Linked DNA regions of Mus musculus: regions 1 and 3 are each linked to region 2. Evidence: chromatin contacts called from public HiChIP or PLAC-seq data. All regions are on one chromosome and are shown on one strand. The core of a region is the stretch at or near the end of the contact, and the rest is flanking DNA. Distances in the headings are between cores, read along the strand shown.

Evidence for each region. HiChIP or PLAC-seq counts read pairs in DNA pulled down with a chosen protein or histone mark.
Region 1: a contact with region 2 is called in a FOXA1 HiChIP or PLAC-seq map of pancreatic cancer cells. The contact joins two enhancer-like sites. A contact is called at or near these places in 1 of 39 promoter capture datasets (hippocampal neurons) and 1 of 115 datasets of contacts at active chromatin or transcription factors (pancreatic cancer cells).
Region 3: a contact with region 2 is called in a FOXA1 HiChIP or PLAC-seq map of pancreatic cancer cells. The contact joins the promoter of Mmp11 here to the enhancer-like site in region 2. A contact is called at or near these places in 3 of 39 promoter capture datasets (the SN4741 cell line, hippocampal neurons and liver) and 3 of 115 datasets of contacts at active chromatin or transcription factors (embryonic stem cells, forebrain and pancreatic cancer cells).

What each region holds. Positions count from the first base shown.
Region 1 is chr10:75,827,484-75,831,110 of GRCm38.p6, forward strand. No RefSeq gene overlaps it. Among named protein-coding and RNA genes, the nearest start is that of Gstt2, 5.6 kb to the right of the region's middle. Within about 2 kb of position 1,263, at least 86 of the 459 cell types and tissues checked have an H3K27ac peak or open chromatin away from gene starts, as enhancers often do. A contact at or near this core is called in pancreatic cancer cells, where this site is marked.
Region 2 is chr10:76,256,058-76,259,868 of GRCm38.p6, forward strand. It overlaps S100b (S100 protein, beta polypeptide, neural), which reads left to right. Exons shown (of 3, transcript NM_009115.3): 2 at 970-1,115. The coding sequence starts at 978. Among named protein-coding and RNA genes, the nearest start is that of S100b, 4.1 kb to the left of the region's middle. Within about 2 kb of position 2,169, at least 115 of the 459 cell types and tissues checked have an H3K27ac peak or open chromatin away from gene starts, as enhancers often do. A contact at or near this core is called in the SN4741 cell line and pancreatic cancer cells, where this site is marked.
Region 3 is chr10:75,930,425-75,934,436 of GRCm38.p6, forward strand. Mmp11 (matrix metallopeptidase 11) reads right to left here and starts at 2,078. Exons shown (of 8, transcript NM_008606.3): 1 at 1,910-2,078. The coding sequence starts at 2,029. It overlaps Chchd10 (coiled-coil-helix-coiled-coil-helix domain containing 10), which reads left to right and starts at 2,706. Exons shown (of 5, transcript NM_175329.4): 1 at 2,706-3,074.

The DNA.
Region 1 (3,627 bases), core at 13-2,512, 430 kb before region 2:
GTCTGCCCTCTGTCTGGGCCTCACTCATCCCTGTTAGCATCTCCACTCCACACGAGGGAAGCAGCCCTACCCTGTGGGCTAGCATCACGGAAATGTCTGAAGTTCAAGTCTGGTCACTTTGCCCCTCCGTGCGGTACTCTCTCCATGTGCTCACCATGGTCACACCCCCTAGGCCTATTTTGGCCTGGGCACTTCTGTTGTGGTGTGGAGGGGTAAGCTATGGGCAGCAGAGTCACTGTGGACCTGGAGGACAACTCCTGTGTGCAAGGGGAGCCAGGGTTTGGCTTCCATACTGGAAGATGCTGATTGAGTAGGGTGTGGGGTTGGCTGCAAGCCTGAGTCACCCAGGCCTTCCTGGGCTCCTAGCCAAGACCTCCTAGGAAGTTGGCAGGACCCCATTCTGAAACCTGAGGAAGTAAGAGTCATTCTCTGGACCTGACACACAGAGTTTGGCCATGCTTATCACAGGCTCTGAAGCCAACCAGTAGTTAGGACTGTGGGAGATGGATACCCCCAACACACGCGTAGGCACGCTCACACACACACACACACACACACACACAAATTCATACTGTGTGCAGATGACATCTTCCATGGTTTCAGGAACAGCTCATGGCTCAACTGGATGAGTGAAGTCCCCTCCACACACACCCTTTTGTCACTCTGACTGTGTCAAGCAAGATCACTGTGCCAGCTACTTTATGCCAACTTGACACAAGCTAGAGTCATCAGAGAGGAAGGAGCCTCACTTGAGAAAATGCTCCATAAGATCCAATCAGGGTGTAGGCAAGCCTAAAGCACATTTTCTTCATTAGTGATTGATGGGGGGAGGCCCAGCCCACTATAGGTGGGGGTATCTCTGAGCCGGAGGTCCTGGGTTCTATAAGAAAGCAGGCTGAGCAAACCAGTGAGCAGCATTCACTCTGTGGCCTTGGCCTCTGCACTAGTTCCTGCCTTCAGGTCCCTGCTCTGTTTGAGTTCCTGTCCTGAACTCCTATGATATGGAAATGCAAACTGAATAAACTTTCCCATGACCTTGCTTTTTGATCATGGTGTTTCATCACAGCAATAGAAATCCTAAGACAGTCACTGTGATCAAGTAACAGGATGTGGCTGCTGTCCCTGGAATGAGGAACTAGGACACAGGTGCAGGGCTGAATCTTGGCTAGGACCTAGCTTCTCTCCAAGGATAGGCTCTGCTCTGGAAGCCATAGGGAACACAACCAACTTGCTGTTCCAAAGTGGAGGAGGAGGGCCTGGGCTAGGAGCCAGAGTTGGCCTATAGCCCAGGCAAACAGAATCTGTCTCATGAAGGCAAGTAGGCCCAACAGAGCAAGGGGTCACCCACTAAGGCCTGGGGTAGGAATCTGGGCTCTGGTCTGACATGCTCAAATGTGCCAGAATCCCCTGGCCCACACTGCCAGGAGCTGTCTCTGATTCATCAACCCAGGCAAGCTCCCCATTGCTTGAGAACCCATGCCCTCTCCACAGTACACAGTTCACTGACTTCCTGAGAAGAGGTTCTGTTCAACCAGATAGGTCAGTGATTGGCAGACCAAAGAAATGATTCTACCCAAGTCTAGCTTAAGCTTGGTGGGGAATGGGTTTCCTGGGGTTACTCGCAGGAGCATGAATAACACAATAGCCATGGCGTTACTCAAAGGCCCATCAGTCTTAGGGTTTCTATTATTGCAATGAAACACCCTGAACAAAAATCAAGTTGGGGGGAGGGGAGGGTGTATTTGGCTTACACTTCCACATCATGGCTCATCACCAAAGGAAGTTGGGACAAGGACTCAGGACAGAAACTCAAACAGGGCAGGAACCTGGAGTCAGGAGCTGATGCAGAGGCCATGGAGGAGCATCATCAATATAGTATACCAATGTGATATTTTGTGGAAGAAACAGATGATCAAGATACCTTGTAAGTTATGACATAGGGTAGGAGAGCTAATTTATCCTTAAGGCAAGCCTGTAAAGGTGTACTGCTGGTCTTGCCAACTGAAAGCAAATTGCTTCTAGAGATCTTTATGGACAACTACCAGAAAAGGGGTGGGGGGGGGGCATTTGCTAAACAAACAGCTGTATACCAGGTACCAGGAGAGGTGGTAACTTGCTCAAATAAGAACACTACATCTGGTACAGCAGCTGTAGTCGGAGTTACTACCTGATTTAGTTTTCAATAGTCAACTGTCATTCTCTATGATTCATCTGTCTTCTGCACTGGCCAGATAGGAGAGTTAAAGGGAGATGTGGTGGGAACCACCACCTCTGCATCTTTCAAGTCCTTGAAGGTGGCACTAATTTATGCAGTTCCTCCAAGGCATGTGATACTGTTTCTGATTGACTTCTTCCATTTAGCATAGTCCTAAACAGCATAGCCCTCTTTCCATAGGTCAGATCTGTCACAGCAGTAACCCACAATCCTGGTGCCAACTTTTTTAGGATTTCTGTTGCTACAACAAAACACCATGGCCAAAAAGCAAGTTGGGGAGAAAGGGGTTTATTTGGCTTATACTTACATATTGCTGTTCATTTTGAAGGACAGGAACTCAAACAGGGCAGGATCCCGAGGGCTGCAGCTGATGTAGAAGCCATGGAGGAGTGTTGTTTACTGGCTTGTTTCCCCTGGCTTGCTCAGCCTGCTCTCTTACAGAAGCTAGGACCACCAGCCCAGGGATGGCACCACCCACCATGGTCTGGGCCCCTCCCTGAAATGATCACTAATTGAAAAAATGCCCTACAGCTGGATCTCATATAGGCATTTCCTCACCTGAGGTTTCTTCCTCTCCTCTCTGATGACTGTAGCTTTTGTCAAATGGACACAAAACTAGCCAGTATGCCCAGCTTTACTGCTGATAAATTAAAATTTGAGTGTATTTTTTTTTTCTGGGAATTGAGTAATCAAAGGCGGAGCAGAAGCCTCTGACTGAGATGGAAGATTTTCTGTGATGTAATACTGACTTTCCTGCTGTGATGACCTCTATGATAATCTTAGCTGTCTTTGCAGCATGTTAATATCTTGTTAACATTTTTTCCCCATTTTCTGTTTTATAGGAATCCTGTGACTCGCTTGTGGAAGTCAGAGGACAGTTTGCAGCACTTGGCTTCTCTCCTTCCACTCCCTAGGCTCTAGTGATGGAACACAAGTCAACAGCCTTGGCTGTAAGTATCCTCAGAGGCTGATCCATCTGGTTGACCTCTTAATTCTTTTTTTTTTTTTAGGATTTATTTATTTATTATATGTAAGTACACTGTAGCTGTCTTCAGACACACCAGAAGAGGGCGTCAGATCTTGTTACGGATGGTTGTGAGCCACCATGTGGTTGCTGGGACTTGAACACTGGACCTTTGGAAGAGCAGTCGGGTACTCTTACCCACTGAACCATCTCACCAGCCCAACCTCTTAATTCTTAATGTTAAATCCTTTCTGTTGTGTGTTCTCACCCATGGACACACTTGGAGGCTTACATAACAATGTAAATAAATCAGGTTTGTTGTTACTTGTAAACTATCTGAGGAGATAAAAATGTTTGCCCAAAGACATCTTATTTATTCTTACACTTCAATGACTAATTCTTGTAAAACACCATCTACCTCCCTGAATGGCTTGTTATGATCATTTTT
Region 2 (3,811 bases), core at 919-3,418:
ACTAATATATTAATTCAAATGAAAATAAGCTCTTTGTTAGGGTTTTTATTACTAAGATGAACACCATAACCAAAAAGCAAGTTGGGGAGGAAGGGCCATTCAGCTTTGGCGTCCACATCACAGATCATCATCATAGGGATTCAGGACAGGAACTCAAGCAGGGCAGGATCCCGAGGGCAGGAGCTGGTGATGCAGAGGCCATGGAGGGATGCTGCTTACTGGCTTGCTCAGCCTGCTTTCTTATAGAACCCAGGACCACCAGCCCAGGGATGGCACCACCCACAATGGGCTCAGCCCTCCCTCATCGATCACTACTGAAGAAAATGCTCTATAGCTGGATCTTATGAGGGCGTTTTTCTTAATTGAGGTTCCTGTCTCTGAGAAAGGGCTTTAGCTTGTGCCAAGCTGATATAAAACTAGCCAGAACATTCTTAATCTTGTTCCTCAGAATCTTTTGGAAGTACCTGCATTTTTCCTCCTAACCCCTGATATTATTGCTGTATGAGGAAGCTGTTACTGCATTTTAAAAATGGTTCACTGATAGTGATGTGTGTGTGTGTGTGTGTGCGTGTGTACAGGTAGATATTTACTTGTTACTAGTCATCTTAGTGTCTTTCTTAAATCCATCAGCTGATGGTATATCCTGGAGACCTCTGGGATTGGGAATAGCCACCAGGAAGACCCGGAGTCATTCCCTAATGCTTTGCATTAGCATCTTTGCTAGTTTCTCATTGGCCAAACCCAACCAGAAACCAATGGTCTTGGAAACTTCGCTCTGTAGCCTATGGGGACATAGAAGGGACAGGGTGGGCCTGGGCAAAAGAGGATGAACCCTGGTCAGCGTGGATCCCAGGATGCCTCTCCCTGGTAGGCCTCTCTACCCCTCATCTGAGCTGAGGCCTGAGAACAACGTATTAAGCTCTCCAAAGAACAGGGTAGAAAACATGAAAACGTATCCTTCCTCTGCAGCTCCCGGGATGTCCGAGCTGGAGAAGGCCATGGTTGCCCTCATTGATGTCTTCCACCAGTACTCCGGGCGAGAGGGTGACAAGCACAAGCTGAAGAAGTCAGAACTGAAGGAGCTTATCAACAACGAGCTCTCTCACTTCCTGGAGGTAAGAGACCATCTCTGAGCTGCACTAGAAATGGTCCTTATGTCTGCTCCTGTCTCTGTATCCAGACCCTGGGTTGCTTCTGGATATTAGTTTGAATGGCTAAGCCCTTGGAGTATGAGCTCAGAGGGGCTGTTTCTATCCCTTGAATCTAAGGATCCATGGGTGAGGGCAGCAGAAGAGAATTGTAAGCCACTCACAAGTGACACTTAGGATACGTCAGCACGCATCTGTAGTCCTTGTACTTCAAAGGTGGAAGCAGGAAGCCAGCCTGGGCCATCTCTTAAAACAGAACAAGGCCGGTGAGAACGCTTAGCAGGCAAACGCACCTGCCACCAAGCCTGATGAGCTGAGTTTGACTGCTGGGATCTACACGGCAAGACCAATTCCATGTGTGTACCATGGTGTGAGAGTACGTAGGCATGTACACTCACACACACACAGACACACACACAGACACTTTTTTTTCAAAGCATGAGAAGTTTCGGGGAGGGGAAGAAATCTTTTCGCTTTGTCTAGCTGTCTGGTACTTCCTACAAAGAAATATCAGAGATTAAATAAACATTTAATGATCACTCAATAATTCAATATTTGAGATACAGGGACTCACAAAGCACCCAACCTAGCATGCCCACGAGTGAATACTTGCCCGAGGGGAGGAAGGGCTCCCGAGAGCATATGACATCAGGGCCTAAATTTAGTTTGGAGTCCACTTAGGGAGTTGCAGAAGAGTTCCTGGCAAGCTGCTCGTCTTTGGGCAGTTAATATTCTGGTAGTGAAAACACTCACTTCCTTACCCACTGTCTCCTCTGCCCTTGAATCAGTTTATTAGCGTTTCTACTGCCTACAAACCAAGTGCTCCCGTGGAGGTGAACTGTGATCCAACTGCCACCCAGTGCTCCCTTGGTCCCCTAAACCAAGGCTCACAGCACGCCTTGAACGATATGGGAACGCTGGTGGCATACAATGAATGTGTCCTGTCACAGAGAGCGCCCTTGGGTCACAGAAGTAGCCAACCACACAGACAGAGGAAAACCAGTCAGCGTTGGGTCAAGTGCCAAGCCTGGGTGTGGCACAGCCATGTCACATGGTAACAGGAAACCACTCTCCAAGTTAACTGGGCATGTTGATACTGACTGACTGGATGTCTGGCTGAGGTTGTCCTTTCTCCCATGCAGGCAAATTAATTGATGTGTAGGAAGGCAGCGGGCTTGTGGGCTTCTGGAGAAAATTTCCAGTGGGACTTGGGGATTAACTCCTCAGGCACTCAGATACCGGGCGACAGGAACTCTGTATGCAGGGGCAGTTGTCGTCCCATGCCCTCTGCCTTTTGACTTAACAGAAGAGTCGGAATCTCATCTTCCAAGAGGACTATACAGGGGTGAGGTGGGCGTGTCAGGCTCTTCACATTTAGTGAAATCCCAGTTGATAACAGTTTAAGATATTTGCTACACCTATGATTTTATAACAGGAAAAAATTAGCCAGTAACGGCACATCTATAAATGATAACTCATGTACGATATCAAAGTACCGTGCATGTTTGCTGGCCTGGTTCAACAAGAGCACTGGAGAACAATCAACTTGAAGGAGGGAAGGCTTATTGACTTATTTGGTTGGTTTTTGTTTTCTAATACAGGGTTTCTCTGCATAGCCCTGGCTGTCCTAGAACTCACTCTGTAGAGCAGGCTGGCCTCGAAGTCAGAGATCCACCTGCCTCTGCCTCCTGAGTGCTGGGATTAGAGGTGTGCGCCACCACGGCCTGGCTCCTAATTTCGGTGCACAGGTGTCAGGATCCACTGTTTGGGGGGCCTTTGAGGCAGACCACCCCAATGAGGACAAAGAAACAAAGGAAGGGGCGTGGCTCAGTGATGCAGCTTCCTCCCACTTTGCCTGCCTCCGAAGGTTCTATCATCTCCCTGTGATACCACAGATTAGCACCAAGTCTCCTACACATCAGCCTCTGGAGGCCATGTAGGTTCGAAATCAAAGCACCTATGTTGCAACTGGGAGAACTACACTGCTCCCACCTATCATTTGGGAGATGTTTAAAAGCCCCAGTGAGACCCTGGGAATCACCATCTTTTACACGGGAATCTTTGAAGCAGTTGGCTTGCCCACAGTGCTCTCCTGTCAGGGAGGTGGGGGGAGGTGTTGACTGAAACAGTCTGTACTGAAAACCTAAGCTCAGAGCCTGTACTCTTCCCACGGGTGTCTTGGGGCCCACAACTGCTGGGGCATCCGTTAGGAGCTGGACCGTTCACATGCTTTGTGCATCAGTTAGTAGGAGCAGTCCTACCATTCACCTGGCTCTGACATCAGAACTGTCAGGGAAAAAGCCAACGGCACCTAGGAAGTTACTCATGAAGAAAAAGAATAAACAGCGGCTCTGACACACCACCCCCAAGTGTCATTTTAGTGAATGCTAGGATCCACGAGACTCCCAAACACAGACGCTCAGGAGCGGGAGTTCATTTCTCTCACGTCACTGGCCCAGGCTGTCTGTTACTTCTTCATCTTTCCCCTGTTCTGAAGTAATCCAGGTCGCACCAGACCTAAGGAAAGAGGAGAACAGACTGCTTGCTCCCCACGTCCCTGTGGCTGACTGTCCCTGTGCACAGAAGGCTGTCAGGATGTCTCATTTCCTGTATTGGGACTGCTTCTGACGCAAATCGATCGGCCTGGTACTTTTAATAGCACT
Region 3 (4,012 bases), core at 828-3,327, 330 kb before region 2:
AAGATGCACATTCCTAAGCAGCATTTATGTTTCTAGTGCATTCCCTCTTTCTTAGCTAGCACCCTTCCTCTGGCCTGTCCCCTGTAAGGGACCTGACTCACTCTGCCCCACCCTCTGGTCTGGAAGCTGCCAATAGGAAGCCTCAGGCACACTCAAGGGACTCTTGGCTGACCCATTCTCCTGGCCTATCTTAGACCCTCAAGGTCAGTCCTAGGAGTGACTCCCAACCCAGACCATGGGGAGGAACCTAGTGGAAGGTAGTTAAGAAAGGAGCCCCAGACTAGGAAACCACTGGGGAAGATCAAGCGGTCCCTTCCTGAACCTCAGTTTGCTTTTGGTCTAATGGGGATGAAACAGGTCAGTAGTAGGTATCCGTGAGAGGCAACGGAGCAGGAGATAAGGAAACAGCCCAAACCATACACGCAACTGATACACAGACCACCCTTGTGCTTCTGCCTAACCCCTTCCCACCCATCCCTACTAGCTCCAGAAGGAAGGGCAGCTTCCCTGGCTGCTAGGTGGTGGATTTTTCACAAGCTGGGGGCTGGGGTGAATAAATATTTACCGAGCTCTTTTGGCCCCGCCGATGGCAGTCTAGGGATAAAAGCGTTAGAGGTGACCAACCCTTTCTGCGCATCTAAAGTGTGACAGATCCTCGGCTCGGATCCCACCCCAGGCTTGCCCCCCCAAGCCCTGTACAAGCAAGCATTGGTGTGGTTTGCCTCGTCTTTTATCCTAAATGCCCAACAGGAGGTACCGGTGCTCTTTCCTGCTTTGCCCCCTTAGTAAGAAGTCAGGAGAAGTGCAATTCTCGAAGGCATGAGTTCTATCGCTGGCTTCTGCGGGGGTGGGAGTGGGTGGGGGTACGGATGGGGGGAGGGAGGGGATTAACGACTGCGCTCCGCTCCGAGTTCTAGAACAGGGAACTCCATGTTTTGCTTGAGGAGGTCCTGATCCACAATACCCACTCCCCTTTCCAAACCCTTTCTCTTCCAGTGTGCAGCAAAACTGGCAGATGGATTGGTATGGCTGGACCTGTCCTGGGACACCTGCCTATCATACCTTCCTCCCATCCATCATTCCTTGAGCTGGCCGGCTGCCTTAGCTGGCTACTGAGGGCACGGTACCCCGTGGGCATTGTAGATCTGTAGTGGTTCCAGCTCCAGCCCCAGCACAGCTTAGTCTCTACTCTGACAGGTGCCTCAGAGACCAAGCTGGAAGAAGGATGCAGCCATTGGGACACACAGGCTGGGAAACCCTCAATCTCTCTTCTTCCCCTTTGCCTCTTTGCACCCCCTTTCCTTTCTCTTCTTCTTTATGCTTTTGTTCCCCCGGTGCTCCCTTCTATTCTGACTGCACCTGATGCTCGCACACACTATCTCTCTCAGGTGCATTTTCTGTCGGCTACCAGGACTCCCAGACTTGTCTCCTGCAAGCTGGGGCACCTCTCTCAACTTGGGCCCCATTTTCTCCTTCCTAGCTCTTCCTTTATTCTCCATCCACGGTACACACCTTGCAGGGGTGCTTACTGGAACCACACACCCGGAGGCTGCCCCTTTTTGCTCCCCCCTCCCCCCAGACTTGCTTTGCTTCATTCCAGTGATGAACAAGGGGCCTTGGCATCCACTCCCTCTGCTACCTCTATCAACACACACTCCAGCATCCCTAGCTGGGGGCTGGAGAAGCCGGTCTCCAAACTGAGTTCAGCGCAGAGACGCGTCTCACCAGCTCCACTTGCACACTGCCAACCACGGGAAGCTCATTATAGTACGCTCAGAGAGACCCAGAAGGCATTTCGGGGACAGACTGCACTAGGGTAGCCAGGGAGCTCGCTTGGTGGGTCAAGCTCAGCCAGTGGGCCCAGCCCGCGTGCCCAGCCCTCCCTCGGGGAGGAGTGGCGGGCACTCACCGGTGGCCTGGCCCGGGCCATCAGCGGCGACGGCAGGAGCAGCAGCAACAGGAGCAGCAGAGGCAGCGGGAGCAGGAGGACGCGCGAAATCGCGCGGAGGAGACAGGCGGCCCGTGCCATCCGCCCCGGGGCTGCTGGGCCTGCTGGGCCAGGCCGGGCCGCCGCCCCTTATAGCATTCGCCCCGCCCCCGCCGGCGCCGGGACCGCACCCCCCACCGCCCCGCCTCCCCCTGCCTTTTGTTCTAAACTCAACCGGCCTGCAGCAGCGGTCTGAGTTAGGGAGGAGTGCCCGGAGGGGCTGGGTCCCTTAGAACTAGTGAGAGCCGGGGAGAGCTCAATTCTGCTCTCCAGCCCCACTTCAGAAGTCTCATCCTTCGCCAGGTCTCTCCATGGTGGCTTGACTTGTTTTAGCCTGTGGCAGGTGGTCAGATCCCCAATCTAAACAGCCCTAGCTAACAGGAAAGTGGTACAATAGCTCTTGCAAGGAGCGGACTATTGAAATGTGACCTCAGGGGAAACTGAGGCATATGGCGGAAGTTGGCCAGTCCCCACACCTTAAAACAAAACAGAGACGGGTCTGGAAAGATGGATCAGTGGTTAGGAGCACTTGTTGCTCCTGCAGAGAAACCTGGCTCCCGTTCCTAGCACCCACAGGGTGGCCATCTAGGAACTGATGCCTTCTTCTGACCTCTACTGACACTTGGCACACGCTGATGCAAATGGCTGATGCAAATGCGCACACTTAACAATTTCAGACCAGAGGCAGTCAGCGAGGATCTTGGAGGGAGGGACCAGATTTTTTCTCTACTAGCAGGCAACTGGGTCAGTTGGCTGGGAGGAAAGGGTCAGGGATGTTTGAGTTGGACACTGGAATCTCAGGTTGTTCCCTGGCCGGGGGGCACACTAGCCAACAGGCTTTTCCTGACCAGTCAGGCTCAGCCATCTGAGACAGGGACAGAATCACATCTGAGAGGGAGGTCTACGTGCTGAAAACAGTTCAACTACTCTAATCTCTGCAGCGAGTGTCCAACTGTGCAGTGTTCCCTCTTGGATGACAATGGCTCTACAAGGCACTGCAGGCCTCTTCCACCAGGCCTTCAGCTCTCTTCTGAATTCTGGTGGGCCAGTGGGGCCCTGAGCTGCTGCAAAGTAGGGGCAGAGAGTGGTAAGTTTTACTTGGCCATCTGCAATCTTTTAAAAAGCCTCACCTTTTAAAGGCTGCCATTCCTTCCCGTCGTCCTTCCTCCCTTCCCACCCACCCCTCTTTTCTTTTTTTTATGACAGAGTCTCTCTCTCTCTCTCTCTCTCTCTCTCTCTCTCTCTCTCTCTCTCTTTTTTTTGACAGAGTCTAGTATGTGTACATGTAGCCCAGGCAGGCCTCCAACTCAAGATTCCTGTCTTTGCCTATTCTGACTGATAGGACTGCAAGCATGTATCATCATAGCTAGAATTTCCAGGTCTGGTTCAGACTCATCTCAGCAGTGTTGGTCAAAGAATCATAAAATGGATGAGGCATTCATAGTCCTACCCTCCACCCCCAAGAGTGGGTTTCTCTGTGTAGCCCTGGCAATCCTGGGACTCTGTAGAGTAGGCTGGCCTTGAACTCAGAGATCTGCCTCTATTAAAGGCATGCACCACCATGCATAGCATTTTAAAAATAAACTCTTCATTGGATGCATGCCTTTAATCCTGACATTTGGGAGACAGAAGCAAGTGGATTTCTGTGGGTTTGAGACCAACCTGCTCTACAGAGTGAGCCAGGCTATATGAAGATCCTGTCTCAACAAAAGAACCCCCAAACCCTAAAACATTTATTTGTGCAACCTAAACAGCCTTCAGTGTTGCCAGGGATGCACGACTATTTTCTGAGGAACTTGCAGCTTATCAGCCAGACCCCCCACCCCCCCCACCCTCCACTTCCCACCCCCTTACCCCCCAACCTGCCCCATTACCCCACATTACCACACTTAGTAGAGGATCTGGAAGGTGGGCTAGCCACGGAGGCCCACAGAAGGGGTTGAAGCTGGAAGAATGTTACCACTTGCCTACTGGATACAAGGTAAGCAGAGGCCAAATAGATAAGCCAGTGGGGTCTGCTCAAGC